Linked DNA regions of Drosophila melanogaster: regions 1 and 3 are each linked to region 2. Evidence: chromatin contacts called from public Hi-C data. All regions are on one chromosome and are shown on one strand. The core of a region is the stretch at or near the end of the contact, and the rest is flanking DNA. Distances in the headings are between cores, read along the strand shown. Region 1 holds the start of olf413 (olf413,). Region 2 holds the start of CG32450. Region 3 holds the start of Trxr2 (Thioredoxin reductase 2).

The links. Hi-C and Micro-C count contacts between places; a contact is called where the count stands out from the background.
Region 1: a Hi-C map of the Kc167 cell line shows a contact between it and region 2, with 1.4 times the contacts expected there. A contact is called at or near these places in 2 of 107 Hi-C or Micro-C datasets (the Kc167 cell line and the S2 cell line).
Region 3: a Hi-C map of the Kc167 cell line shows a contact between it and region 2, with 2.2 times the contacts expected there. A contact is called at or near these places in 4 of 107 Hi-C or Micro-C datasets (the Kc167 cell line, central nervous system, embryo and 1 more).

What each region holds. Positions count from the first base shown.
Region 1 is chr3L:22,134,272-22,138,508 of dm6, reverse strand. It overlaps olf413 (olf413,), which reads right to left and starts at 2,419. Exons shown (of 11, transcript NM_001275275.1): 1 at 1,700-2,419.
Region 2 is chr3L:22,327,012-22,331,185 of dm6, reverse strand. It overlaps CG32450, which reads right to left and starts at 1,408. Exons shown (of 2, transcript NM_168953.3): 1 at 1,029-1,408; 2 at 529-969. The coding sequence starts at 1,292. The coding sequence ends at 757. All of the region lies in intron 2 of Ten-m (Tenascin major), which reads left to right.
Region 3 is chr3L:22,548,358-22,552,523 of dm6, reverse strand. Trxr2 (Thioredoxin reductase 2) reads right to left here and starts at 2,298. Exons shown (of 1, transcript NM_079492.3): 1 at 505-2,298. The coding sequence starts at 2,203. The coding sequence ends at 653. It overlaps CG11404, which reads right to left and starts at 4,087. Exons shown (of 3, transcript NM_141140.2): 1 at 3,980-4,087; 2 at 3,772-3,932; 3 at 3,182-3,718. The coding sequence starts at 4,064. The coding sequence ends at 3,395.

The DNA.
Region 1 (4,237 bases), core at 1,170-3,669, 190 kb after region 2:
TGCACACACATTACACACACACGCATAGATACATACATGGAGCGCAATGAAAAAGGATTTTTTGCCGGTTCCCGCCGGGCTGCCAATTTTTATGGTTAAAATATTTGTGTTGCTCTGTTTGGAGCTCGGGAACCTGCTAAAATATTTATGACAAGCGCCGGGGAATACCCGGCATACGATATTTCAATATAGCGAGAATAAAATTCTTAATGTTTGGCTGGTAATTAAAAAAGTCCAATTGAAAGTGGCCCGAGCTGGTCGTGGAGGAGGGTGGCGCTGAACCCTGAAGTGGCGGTCGTAAGTAGCCCAAATGAATTTTTATTGCTGTTCATTAGGCATCGAATCAATCAATTGTGGCATTTCGATTCCAGATCAGATTGGGATCGCATAGGGGTGGCCGCCTAGGCAACGGATGGTTATTGAAAGGGAAACTATTGGCTAAGCCGGAAAGCCCTTCGATAAATGGTCTACATACGTACAGTATACACGTACACTATTGTATTCAATTCTGTGCCGTCGGGGACCTTCGACATTGGCCACAGTATCCCGACAAAACTTTTAATTACCCTCTCTCCGTTCCTTTTCTCGCTCTTTGCTCTCTGGTTGCATTCGGCGCTCGCCTGCATTCGGCAATTCCAATTAAGCTATCATATTCTTGTCTCGGAAACTTTCCCCGAATCAAAACTTGTGGCGCTCCAACCCGTCTTGCCAACGGAACTGGGCTAACGAATATGTTCAATTTGGTTCCTGCTGCCAGCCGAGCACAACAAAAACTTTATCTTTATAATTTCCATATTCCATAAGTTGAACATTTCTCGACAGTCGAACTAGCATAGTGAAACTTCTATTCTGAAACTCGAACAAACGGGTCGCCATCCAAAACTTGGGCTTTTAAATTATACATAGGCTAGTGGTTGGAAAATTTAAGAGCGTAATTGAACCATACTTTTGTATGTCCATTATTAACACACGAGTTTACTAACTCAGCTGATCCAATTGATCACAACAAAATCACCACTTAAAACCTTTGAAAATGTTTTCTATGAACTGTTTTTATTTCCTATGCATTTTTGTCAGATAAGAAAAACGTTAAAATATTTTGTTTATTTAAATTGCATCATTCAACCACAATCTTTCTCCATAGATCCCTTAATGTTTTTGCGAAATACTTTAAAGTTATAGAAGAACGACCGAAATGATGCGCCCTATGAGTTGTGCACCTGCAGCAGTTTTCCCGCTCTAAGTGTGTCACTTTTCCCATTTTCTTTTGTGGCGCAACTGCAGAATGCAAAACGGCAAAAACTCTAAGGAAAAAAGGGAATGCTGATTGAATGGCATTCCAATGAAGTTGATGGATGCATTAAGGGGCTCCCCCGCCACTCCCCACTTCACTCCGTGCGGAGATCACACACACTTGCGCAGGCTAAGTTTTGTGGTAACCGAAAACACACACAAGGCAAGCCCAGAAACAGAATCAAAAACAGGATAGAACAGAACGGAGAAAGGGACAGGGCAACAAAGAAGGCGAGAGGCTGGAGGCTAGAGGAGAGCAAACCTGCATGTGCAAGGCACATATCTGTATAATGGATTGCACTTAACATGCCACACACAGCAACCACAAGTGCCGCCACAGGATCCCCGCCCCGCCCTCACCCCACATCGCATGCCTCTCAGGTAATACATCATTTACGAAACTCACCTGAGAATGGAAGCTGCAGCTATCGGAAAAAGTCTGTCGCTACTGCTGGCGTAATCCCGGCAACGTAACGTCTAATCCCTTTGTTTACGTTTATGGTAATCGTTATCCACACACACACACACACACTCACGCCGACACACAGTCGTATACATAGAGTGCAATTTAAATTTCGGCACACATTACGTGGGCGGCATCGCGTTTCTCATCCGCCCCGTTGCCAATTGTTAAATCCGCAAATCACACACACACAGGCCCGTGCGCGAGCTACGTAAGCCGTAAAGCGGAAGCGTAACGGTTAACGGTTCGCGTCGCGTAACGTTCAGCCAGGCGTCCGTTTAATGTCCTGCAATTGTTGTTGCTGCCAGGATGCCGGCTCAAAAGAGCGAGACGGAGCGATGTGTGTTTTGATTTAATTCGCAAATTATGTGCTGCTTAGTTTGCGGCACCGATTCCGATTTGCATATGAATGGGGCGCACTGTGAAACCGGGCTTATTCTGTAGCTTACAACGTTTTATTTACATATTTTCGCTGGGTGCTTTGAATAGAAGCACTCGCAACGATGCACAATGTTTCACGCACAGTTCTGTCTCGCCTTTTCGTGTTTTCTTTTAAGATTTTGCTTGCCTCGTCGTGACGTGCTAAAAATGCTGACTTGTTTCACTTCTCGGACAAATCGCCCGCCCGTGTACCGCTCGCTGGGAAACTTCGGAAGTAACTGGTTCGCGTTCGACTGTAAAATAAAATACGTCACCTCGGCGGAGAGTCAATAGCAAAGAGAGAGCCGCTCTCTGCGCAGAAAGAGAGCGTTTCTGTTAGCGTTTACATAACTCCAGTTGCTAACAGGGCTTTCCCAACAGCGGCAGGTGCATCTGTTAAGCGCAATTGAAATGCCAGACGGCAATTGAAAGGGTTCAAATGCCATGCACGTAGCCTAATTACCGCAATGTACACAACATTTTTGTGCCGCGCGCCATGCAAATGAACATTACACAAAGGCACTTGTTTTCAGCCACCGGAAGGGGGAGTGGCCAGCGATGAGCTTTATTAATTATACTTTTCGTCTGCTGCTTAGCATGCCACATATGAAAGTCATTCAGGAAATGGAAAAACTAAAAACTTTATGGCTAATGAAGTTATCGATGATGGGTCCGTGGATTCGTGAGAAATCCAACTTTCGTAGCTGTAACGCGGCCTATTTTCCAATCAAACAAAACAACCCGACCACCCGTAGAATTCGACAAGGGACGTTTAATCATAATCAAATTAAAAAATATGCATGTGAGAAATACAAATGGATTTGAATGTTACTACTCAGGTTTGGAGCAATCCTAATCAGAGAATACTTTCCGGGATTATAAAGTGTCTGAAAGACAAGGTATAAAAGAGGTTTATTCTGTGCTGAAATCCCATTCGCAACACGTAAAATTAGTTATCGCCCAACGGGAACTTATTCCGCAAGCAAACAATCATGTTAATAGTCGGCACTCACATTCAACCGTTTAACAGGCCCATAAACTAAGGGCTCGTGTGTTAACAGAAAGTTAGCGCGCATTGAACGGTCCATTAACATTTAAAATAATGACTGTAACGGCCGCTGTTGTCACTGGAGTGGTGCGACGTGTTTCTTGTCCTAGGTTAACATGTAAACAAAGGCACTGTAAAGGCAAACTGTTAAATGATTGAAAAGCGTCTGCTCACAGAAATCGTTATCAATAGCCTCCATTTTTGATATTTTATAAGTAAAAATATATTTATCTAATGATTGAATACGTGAATTTGTAGAATTTTTAAAAACTCGTGTTTTAGAACATTTTTGTGTATAGGATTTAATGCATTGACGCAATTCCTTTGGAGTTGACCCCTCAAAAACGGGTTGTTAACAATATGTAATGCACTGCACCTGTGGGCAATCATTTAGTTTGGGTGAGTAACTCCATACCTTAGCAACGGATTAGGCTGAGCGAAGCCCTAAAACTGCGTGAATTCAACTGTCAACCGCACAATCCTATCAACTCTGTTAGCGAAAACCAGTTTCAATTCAGCCGGCTAACAGTAACAGTGGGGCTAACAGCGAAAGAGAGCATAGCATCTCTTCTCTTTCGACAGCTTCCAGTCATTAACATTCAGGAAAATGCTCTGTTGACAGACAAGATTTCAATGTCACTATTACTGAGAGCAAAATTCAACCAAATGCGCATGGCATGCGAAAGAATTTATTACAGAGTTCAAAACGTTTACGTGTAAAAAAAACTAAAAATTACACTCTGAAAAAATGTACTTTAAATGAATTTATGGTCAATGATGGTCAAGCGAGAAACGCTAAGAGGAACCGTTTGTGAGAATTTTTCTATACATACATTTCCTCATGTTTTTTTTTGGGCTTGATTGAAAACTACTCAAAATTCCTATGAACAAAGCAATAAATTTTAAAGTTCGAGCAGGCTCTGCTTTGTTTATACACCCACACCATTGCATGCCCCATTCGCAACTCATTTTCTGTCGAATTTCCCGCTCTCTCTCGCCATTCGACTCTCTCG
Region 2 (4,174 bases), core at 159-2,658:
ACGGTTATTTATGTCATGTCAATGGGAAGGGGTGTCACACGGAAGGGGATATATCATCAATGCATGCGCTTAGTTGAGTGGAAATAGCTGCGAAATAAAACTATGCATTCGGGACTGGCTTTAAAGTGGAGCAGGCCGAGATGAAAGGGACTTAAATCGCAGCCAGCCCCAGGATCCCATCGCACCGCACCACAGCGCAGCGCGCTAAGCCAGAGATCTGCTTTGAAGCTTTTGATTTATTTGCTTGATGGCAAATCATTAATTTGCTTTGAGCCAGAGCAAAAAGAAAGCACGAAGCTTAGCATGCTTTTCAGCTGCTGTCAGATTTTCGGGCGACAAACAACCACCGCACGAGCAAAAAGGCAGCCGAAAGAAGCAAATTTAAATAAAACGCAAACCAACAAAATAATCCGACACATGCGCTGCCAAATGATTACCCAGGACTTGGCCCCAAAACCCCCACCTAATCCTATGTGCAATGTCTTTCCCTTCGCTCTGCGGGGTTCAGTGTGTTTTTGCAACATAAAAAACCAAACAATCACTTCATTTTATTGCGCCAAACGAGAAAGCCCAAAGCTGACACTTTTCCAGTCGCAAAAAAGGTCTCAATCATTAAACGGAATTGAAGGATCATATCGATTTTGTTGCTTAGAAGGGTACAAAGCCTGGTTGGATTCGAGAAGGTACTTTCCTCGATTCTCGATTTTAAGATCCCCAGTCATATCCGAGTGGGGATCCAACTGAGTGTTGATTTAATTAATCATCGGATCTATCGGTTTTGCGCAGCCAGTGGGCATTGCTGCTTTCACATCTCTTTGCTTTTGGTTCGGATGGATCAGTGGTTAATAGGAGGGGGTCAGAAATGTCCTTTCGCTTCCAGATTCCCTGCTTGTATTCCGGACCGTACTTGTCTTTCATACGCTGTTCAAGCTCGTACAATTTTAATGGTGTCCGTTTAGCCACTGTATGCTGCTCGAGGTCAGACTTGGTCAGAGGTCAGGGGCTATAGGTCCACGCACAAAACTTACCATACTCCGCACATATTTGTACACCCCATAGCCGATGCAGGCCAGAATTAAGGGAACTACCACAAACAGCCCCACGTTTAAACTATTCAGCTCGGGATCGCTGACCACGTGGGTGACATCGACGGTTTCCAGGGCAAAGGGTGGGTAAAAGAAGCGAATGATCTTATAAGTGGCATTGGCCAAAGTATGTTTTGGAAAAGGCTTCACGATGTCCACAAACCTCAACGACCAGTGCGAGTCCGGCGGCGGTACCGTTATATCCATATTTTTAAAAAAATGTATATAGAGAATGTTAAACCAAAAAAAACAGCAACGTCGAATTTTAGATTGTTCTAAAGCGACTTCTACTTGGTACTGGACAAGCAGCACTCTAAAAATGACTGATCCATCAAGGGCAACTCAATTAGGCCCGGTATTCGTGAAAACCCTTTAGCCAGACATAAATCATCGCCTACTTGGGAGCCCCGGAATGGCGTCATTGATTTATTAGCAGGACATACGCTCGAATCGATGCTGCTGGTGAAAAACTAGCGACAGAAGTGGCGGTGGAAAATGAAGCTAAAGTGGGAGCTGAGCAAAACCAGCCAAACCATCATCAGTCACCAGGCAAACAAACACGACGAGGACCCAAAGCGCAACGGCGTCATATACAAAAAGTGCTTGCATACATTACCCCGGAACCCATGAGCCGGAATAGATGTGGGGCGAAGGACCAGGGTCGCAGGACACGGTGTGCGCGGCAGAGGAAAGGACGCGTGCTTACTGCCAGAAACACGTACAAGAAATCATGAAATGTTGCCGCCATCATACCGAAAATTGTACGGGTAACGTGCAAGCAATCAAAGTACATGGAGGCAGGACTAGGCAGGACTCGACTCGAATCGACTGCGGCAACTAGAGCGCCTCGACATTGCCAAGGCCTGTGTGCTCCTCGAGCAGCGCCCACACGTCTGATTTTTACTACACACGTGTGCTGATGTGACGTCGACAGGATTGTGACTGCCTACTGACAACACTAGTGGGCCTTCTCCTTCTTTTGGCCTTCTGGGTCCTAGACTCCAACTGAGCATCTGGTTCAGACCAAGACCGAAACCGAAACCAGTCTGGCCGAAATGTAAAGTATAGTTGACGCAGACGTGCCAAGCTCGACGTGGCTGTCGTAGATGCTGCTTTTTGCTGTTTAAGTAAGCATGCAAATGTCACATGTAGACGGTAGTCGGTACTCGGTAGTTGGCGGTATCGGCAGGAGGGGATCAAGGGGAAGTGGGCGTGATAAGCACTCTCAGTTATGAAGGTGGGCATTGCTTGGTTTTCGGGCTCGCCGTTTCTTGCCCCTGCCACACATAAATGATGAGGTACACGTTGCCTCAGGCTGAATTTAGTGATTTCCCCGAGCATGTGGCATACTTTTTATGCGGCTCCTCCACGTGAGCATAAGGAGCTTCGGTTTATGGTTATTGATTCAGCCGAGCGGAGGTGGAGATAGTTTGAGTTATGGCCTCGGTCTGATTTGTGTCAGCAGGAAGTTTAAAAGAAATTGTTGCGCACTTTCGGGAGGCCAAAAGTGGATTACTCAGAGGGTTGCAGGCAGGTCCCCTGATTGAATTGGCTTAGCTGGGGGCGTACGGAACGAGATTGGATTGGATGGGGATGGGGACTTGCAATCAAAAGCCTAGTTTGTTGCTGCCTTCGCCAACCTCATCGTATTGGCAAAAGGTGGCAACCCTCGATCCACTCATTGTTCGATCAAAAATTCATGGCATACCCGTACGTTGGAGAGGTGCCAATAACTCGGCTGCTCCACTGACAATCGCCACTGTCTGTCTGCCCGTACGCAATTTACAATTACCGCACGCACACACAATTTATTTTGCAGCGCTAACAAATAAGCTAAACATTTTCGTGGCCAAGGGCCGTCCCGCTCCCAGGTGTATAGCAAATCAAAAAATCAGACAGGGCTGGGCACGAAGACACGCCAGGCAATCAGTTAAATGTTTGTTGAACTCACCAGCGTCGAGGTCCTTAAGTTCTCAAGAACGCACGACTCGCCGGTTTCGAGGAGTCCCAGGGGCTTCGCTTCTCCGCTCTCGATGCGCTCCTGCCCTTTTCCGAAAATTGAACTTGTTGGCGCCCAGAACGCAGAGCCCCGAAACCGCACCGAACAAAAAAGACGGAGAAGCAGCTCCGCAGAACGATGAAGCGGCAACTTGAAAAATCGCTTGTCGCACTGCAAGCGAAGTGACGGGGAACGCTCACGCGCAGTCGTAGTGATTTGGCTTTAAAAAAGCAAGGAACATTCCGGAGTTCCGGGGCAGGAAGCAGACAGCAAAAGACGCTATGAAAGCTGCCACGTAATGAAACTGACAATTTAACTCACAGTCAACCAGTTGTTTTGGATTTCAGTACGGGTTCGACGGGGAGCTGTGTGCGTGCTGAAAAATCGTGTTATCGATTTAATGCGTTACGATATATAAGTATATACAACCCTAGTGTGTGTGCAGATTGAAGGGTTGGGCTGGGTTGGTTTGGTTTCGATTCGGAAAAAGGGTTGCTTGCCTTTGGCTTTGGCTTTTATCGCTCGCCTGTGTCTTTGTGACTGGCTGACTGACTGACTGACGTTCTCGTGTTTGCTTGCCAGTCCTGTCCTTTGACCGTTTTCCTCTCGCTCTTTCCATTCCGTACTGCAAAGGCATTTGATTAATTTGCAGCAGTTTTCCATTTGGAATTGCTTTAGTTTCCTGCAGTTTTGCCACTCTCGCAGTGTGCAGGATTTGACAGCACATTTGAGGCCACTTTCCCTTCCGTTTGCTCCGCCACTTTCTCCCTATGGTTGTACGGCTGTGTGTGTAACGTTGAAAGCTTCTTATGGAATGTTAAGTGATTTTTTATTGAATTTTTAAGCCCCACTTAGGCGTTGTCACTGGCAGTATACCGGACGTCTTCCCAAACGTATCTCGCTTCCGTCTCATCCTGCCGACTTGCTTACTAAATTAACAACCTTTTCTTGTCTCCTTTTAGGTACGTATACGCAATTTTATGACTCTGTCCCCTCGGGTGAGTGCTAGTATTGAAAATCAGGGCTGATATTGGGGCTTTATGGGCCTGAGATACGAGATAATGAAGGGTGGCCGTTGTGCGTTAGATGG
Region 3 (4,166 bases), core at 1,049-3,548, 220 kb before region 2:
ATATTTATTCTTGATCAAACTAGTCGATATAATCATGTCCGTCGGTCCGTCTGTCCATTTCTACGCAACGTTATTTGTCTGCTTAAATTCCCAAAAGTCTTATTTCTATTAAACAAGTCAAAGCTCTCCGGATCGGGAAACTATATTTATACCTGCCGTATATTACGAAATAAATAAAAATAATGGTTTGGTTTGCAGAAAATAGCATCATTATGTTTTATAAACCATTATTTTCCGATTTGAGAGTTTTGTGCAAACAACACGCAAGTTTGAATGGAACCGATACCTTTCGATGTGTCTACAAAAATAGTTCCACGTAATCATTATTTTAAATCGAGTTTGACTGTAAGCTAGTGGGATTGGGAAGTACAAATTTTAAAATTTGTTTGGCAAGTCGATCGAAATGGGTTCCTGCTATATGCTTTTCAACGAGTGAGAATATGAAAGTGTTTTCAAATTATTTGCCAAATATTAAATTTTTCTCTGCACCAATCAACCAACATTAAGTGACCAATTTTTTTTAATTAGAATGAAAATGGTGTGTAGCCTTTCACGTACTAAAATCGACAGTAGATACGGACTGAAACATACTTGAAGTGAAAGAAATATGCTTTGTTTCTCACCACAAGATACCTATCTCCAAGGCACGGAACTAACTGCAACAGGAGGCTGGTGTAGGATCCCGACCAGATCGCTTGGTGATTGACAGCCGGGTGAACTCTTCGGCGGTGGTGGGGTGGATTCCCACCGTGTTCAGAAGCGTCTTTACGGTCAAGCCGGTCTTGAGGGCTGCGGCGAAGCCCTGGATGACCTCGCCGGCGACTGGGCCGATGTAGTGCAGGCCAAGGATCTTCTGGTCCCCGGACACTTCGGCTACGGCCTTGAGGTAGCAGTGACGCACGCTCTTCTGGGGAATAAAGAACTCTGTGGGCTTGTAGTAGCCGTGGAAGACCTCGATGTTGTCAGCACCACGCAGTTCGATGGCCGTTTCCTCCGACATGCCGACGCAACTGTATTCTAGCGGAGTAAAAACTGTGGTTGCCACGTCGGCATAGTCCATCAGCTGCGTGGAGCCGGCGAACAGACGCCTGGCAAGCAGGCGGCCCGACAGGATGGCCACCGGCGTTAGCTCTGGTCGACCATATATGATGTCCCCAACTGCAAATATATGAGGCACGCTGGTGGCCTCCGCGGCGTCTACCACAATCTTGTCGTCATGAGTCTTCACTCCGGCGGCGTCCAGGTTGAGGTCCTCGATGAGACCTTTGCGCCCAATGGCCCACAGCACGGTGTCGAAAACGTCGCTGCCGTCCATTTGGGTGGTTGTGTTGCGGTACCGAACTAGCAGCCGTCCGTCCGCCTGCCTCTCCACGGCCTTGGGGATTGTGGTGCCCAGGAAGGGAATGCCGCGCTCAGTCATCATGGCGGCCAGCAGCTCGGACATCTGGCGATCGAAGCCGCGCAGCACAATGGAGCGCACCATGACAGTGGGCTCGTAGCCGAGACCCTTAAGGAAACAGGCGCACTCGAGACCCACGTATCCGGCGCCCACCACAAGGGTACGACCCGGCTCTCGCTCGTAGCTGAATATATCGTCGCTGGTGATGCCCAGTTCAACGGCTCCGGGAATGTCCGGGTAGCGTGGCCTCCCGCCGACGGCTACCACCACGTACTCTGAGGTCACTTGACGGTGCTCGGCACCTGGCATCGCCACATACTCGATGGTGTGGCTGTCGCGAAAGGTGGCCATCGAATTTACGTACTCCACCTTTTTGTCGCGCAGGTCCACGCGGGTCACCCAGTTGACGGACTTGATGTGGTTCTGGACGGAGCGCACCAACTTGCGCCAATCGGGCCGTATGTTCGTGTCGTCTACATTCCAGCCGTAGGCCACCGCCTCGTGAACAGCCTCGCCCAGCAGCGAGGCCTGGTGCATTAGCTTCTTGGGGATGCAGCCCACATTCACGCAGGTGCCGCCGATGCCCCACTTGGTGCCCACTGGAGTGGGCTTGACGTAGTCGAAGCAGAGCACGCGGGCTCCACAGCCAGCAGCCTCCTTGGCACACGCCAATCCCGCCGAGCCCCCGCCGAGCACCACAAGGTCGTAATCATAGCGTGGTCTTGAGGCAGCAAGGCGGCACCATCCGAGGCTGGACCGAAGTGCGTTGTGTGTGGAGGATCGCAGAAACTTTATCGTCGACATATTGGACTGATAAATTGGACGGGAACAAATTTCAGGTCGAAAAGAAGGTAAACCGGAATTTTAGGACTCGGCACTGCCAACTTGTGAAATTATTAGACAGCCCAAAAAGCCAGGATGTCACAAAAACCATGCGCTCACTTACCGTTTCCCTAAAGTTAATAATTGCTCCTAATAATATATATTTCAGGCTGTTTAAGACAATAAAAATACCTTGGCTCAGATATCGTGATTTTGCTGACATTTCTTGCTATGAGGTTAAGTTGACCCCCATTTACGGTATTAGGCACATCCTGCCAAATCCCTCCGAATATGAAACGGAATCAATATTCCCTTCAAGTGGAGGGAGCTGGCTTTTAGCATAGATTAAGATGAAATAGAGATGACGATATTTCGTTTCGGAGCTCTGATATGCTCCGCTCTCTGGGGGGGAACTAGTTCAAGGGAAAAGGGGAACCTATAAAGGACACACAGGGATCCATATTTTCGACTCCAGGGCGATTGTCCCAGTAGTTCCTTGGGAAAAACGACGGATATCTATGCAAATTCCTCGACCACCAAAAAACACTTTCTTCCCCAAGAATTGGCCAAACCTTTGGCATATACATACAAATCCAGTGAAATGGTGAAATGTCAGTTTCAATGATTTATGCTTCTTGGCCATGGACCATTTGGAATTTTTGGCAGGCCGTTGGCAGTCAGTTTCCTGCCCTGCATCCCATCCCCAATTTAATGGCGCTCTGGTCTGCTGCCTGCCCAATCTCAATCCAATCCGGGGCATGTCCATGCCTTTCTAATTTCTAATCTAATATTTTTGCCTACAAATGCCGGACGACGGTCGGGTGAGGCAAGAGAAATTCTTTGCCTCGGATGCTTGGCCATGTCCAATGCCTGCTCTGGATATGATTTACTTTTGCGGTTTGTTTTTGGTGCGTTTAACCGCAAATATTTAATGGTTTTATTTCCCGATGCTCGACCGGCCCTCAGCTGCGATTCATTTGTACATGTCCTGGTCTGCGGTAGTGTGCTGGTGTGTGCGTGCGGGGTATCTGTGTGTCTGGTGTTTTCTGGCATATTTATTAGTTGAACCACCGACCCAGTGTATTTGTAGATGCGGCAAGGTTAAGCCCCTGACTGATGGTGACCCACTTAAAGGCGGCTGAACCTGTGCTCCGTCGTTTAGTGTCTGATTTTTTAGATCTTAATGGTCTGGGCCATTGCCATTCGTTCCTGAATTTCCTCTGCGGGATGTGGCTGCTGCTCTGGGAGAGCCTCGGACTGGATCCGAGGTTTGGGATCTCCGTCGATCTGCATCTGATACATAACGGTTGCTATAATCAGACTAAAGTGCAGCATGGTCAACAGGAATCCGAAAAGGACAAGAGAAGCGTAGTAGCTCCAGCATAGGTCGCTCCACCACAAGTGCCACACCATCTTCAGGTGGAAAGCAGCCAGACACTGGTGAAGGTAGCAGTTCCACATGAGAACAATCGCCACCAGCAAGGAGATGTGATAGATCTGGTTGTGAATTCGGTACATTAATGTGGTCCCCGAGTTATGTGGTCTTTTACCTGAAAAAATGCGGGGAGAAGCAGTAAGATGTTTACATATAGGTTAAAGTCCCACATGCTTTCCCCGAACTCCACTCCATAATTGGTTTCCGGTTGTAACGGAGCGAACATCTGGCCGATAATAGGAATATTCTGCCAAAGACTTGTCTGGGCTGTAGAAACTAAAAAGACTTCAGTGATTAGGAGATGGTCCTTACAAAGAACTTACCATTTATGATTCGATTGATTTCCATGCTTATGTAACCTACAAGTACGTTGTACACAAGCAAGTTTAGAGCAGGCATAAAAATCATGTTGCGGCTGTAAAAAATATACAATAGTTATATAAGACTTTGAAGGGTAGATCCCTTACTACTTTACTATATTGCTGACTAAAAAATATCGTTTTCTCTAGC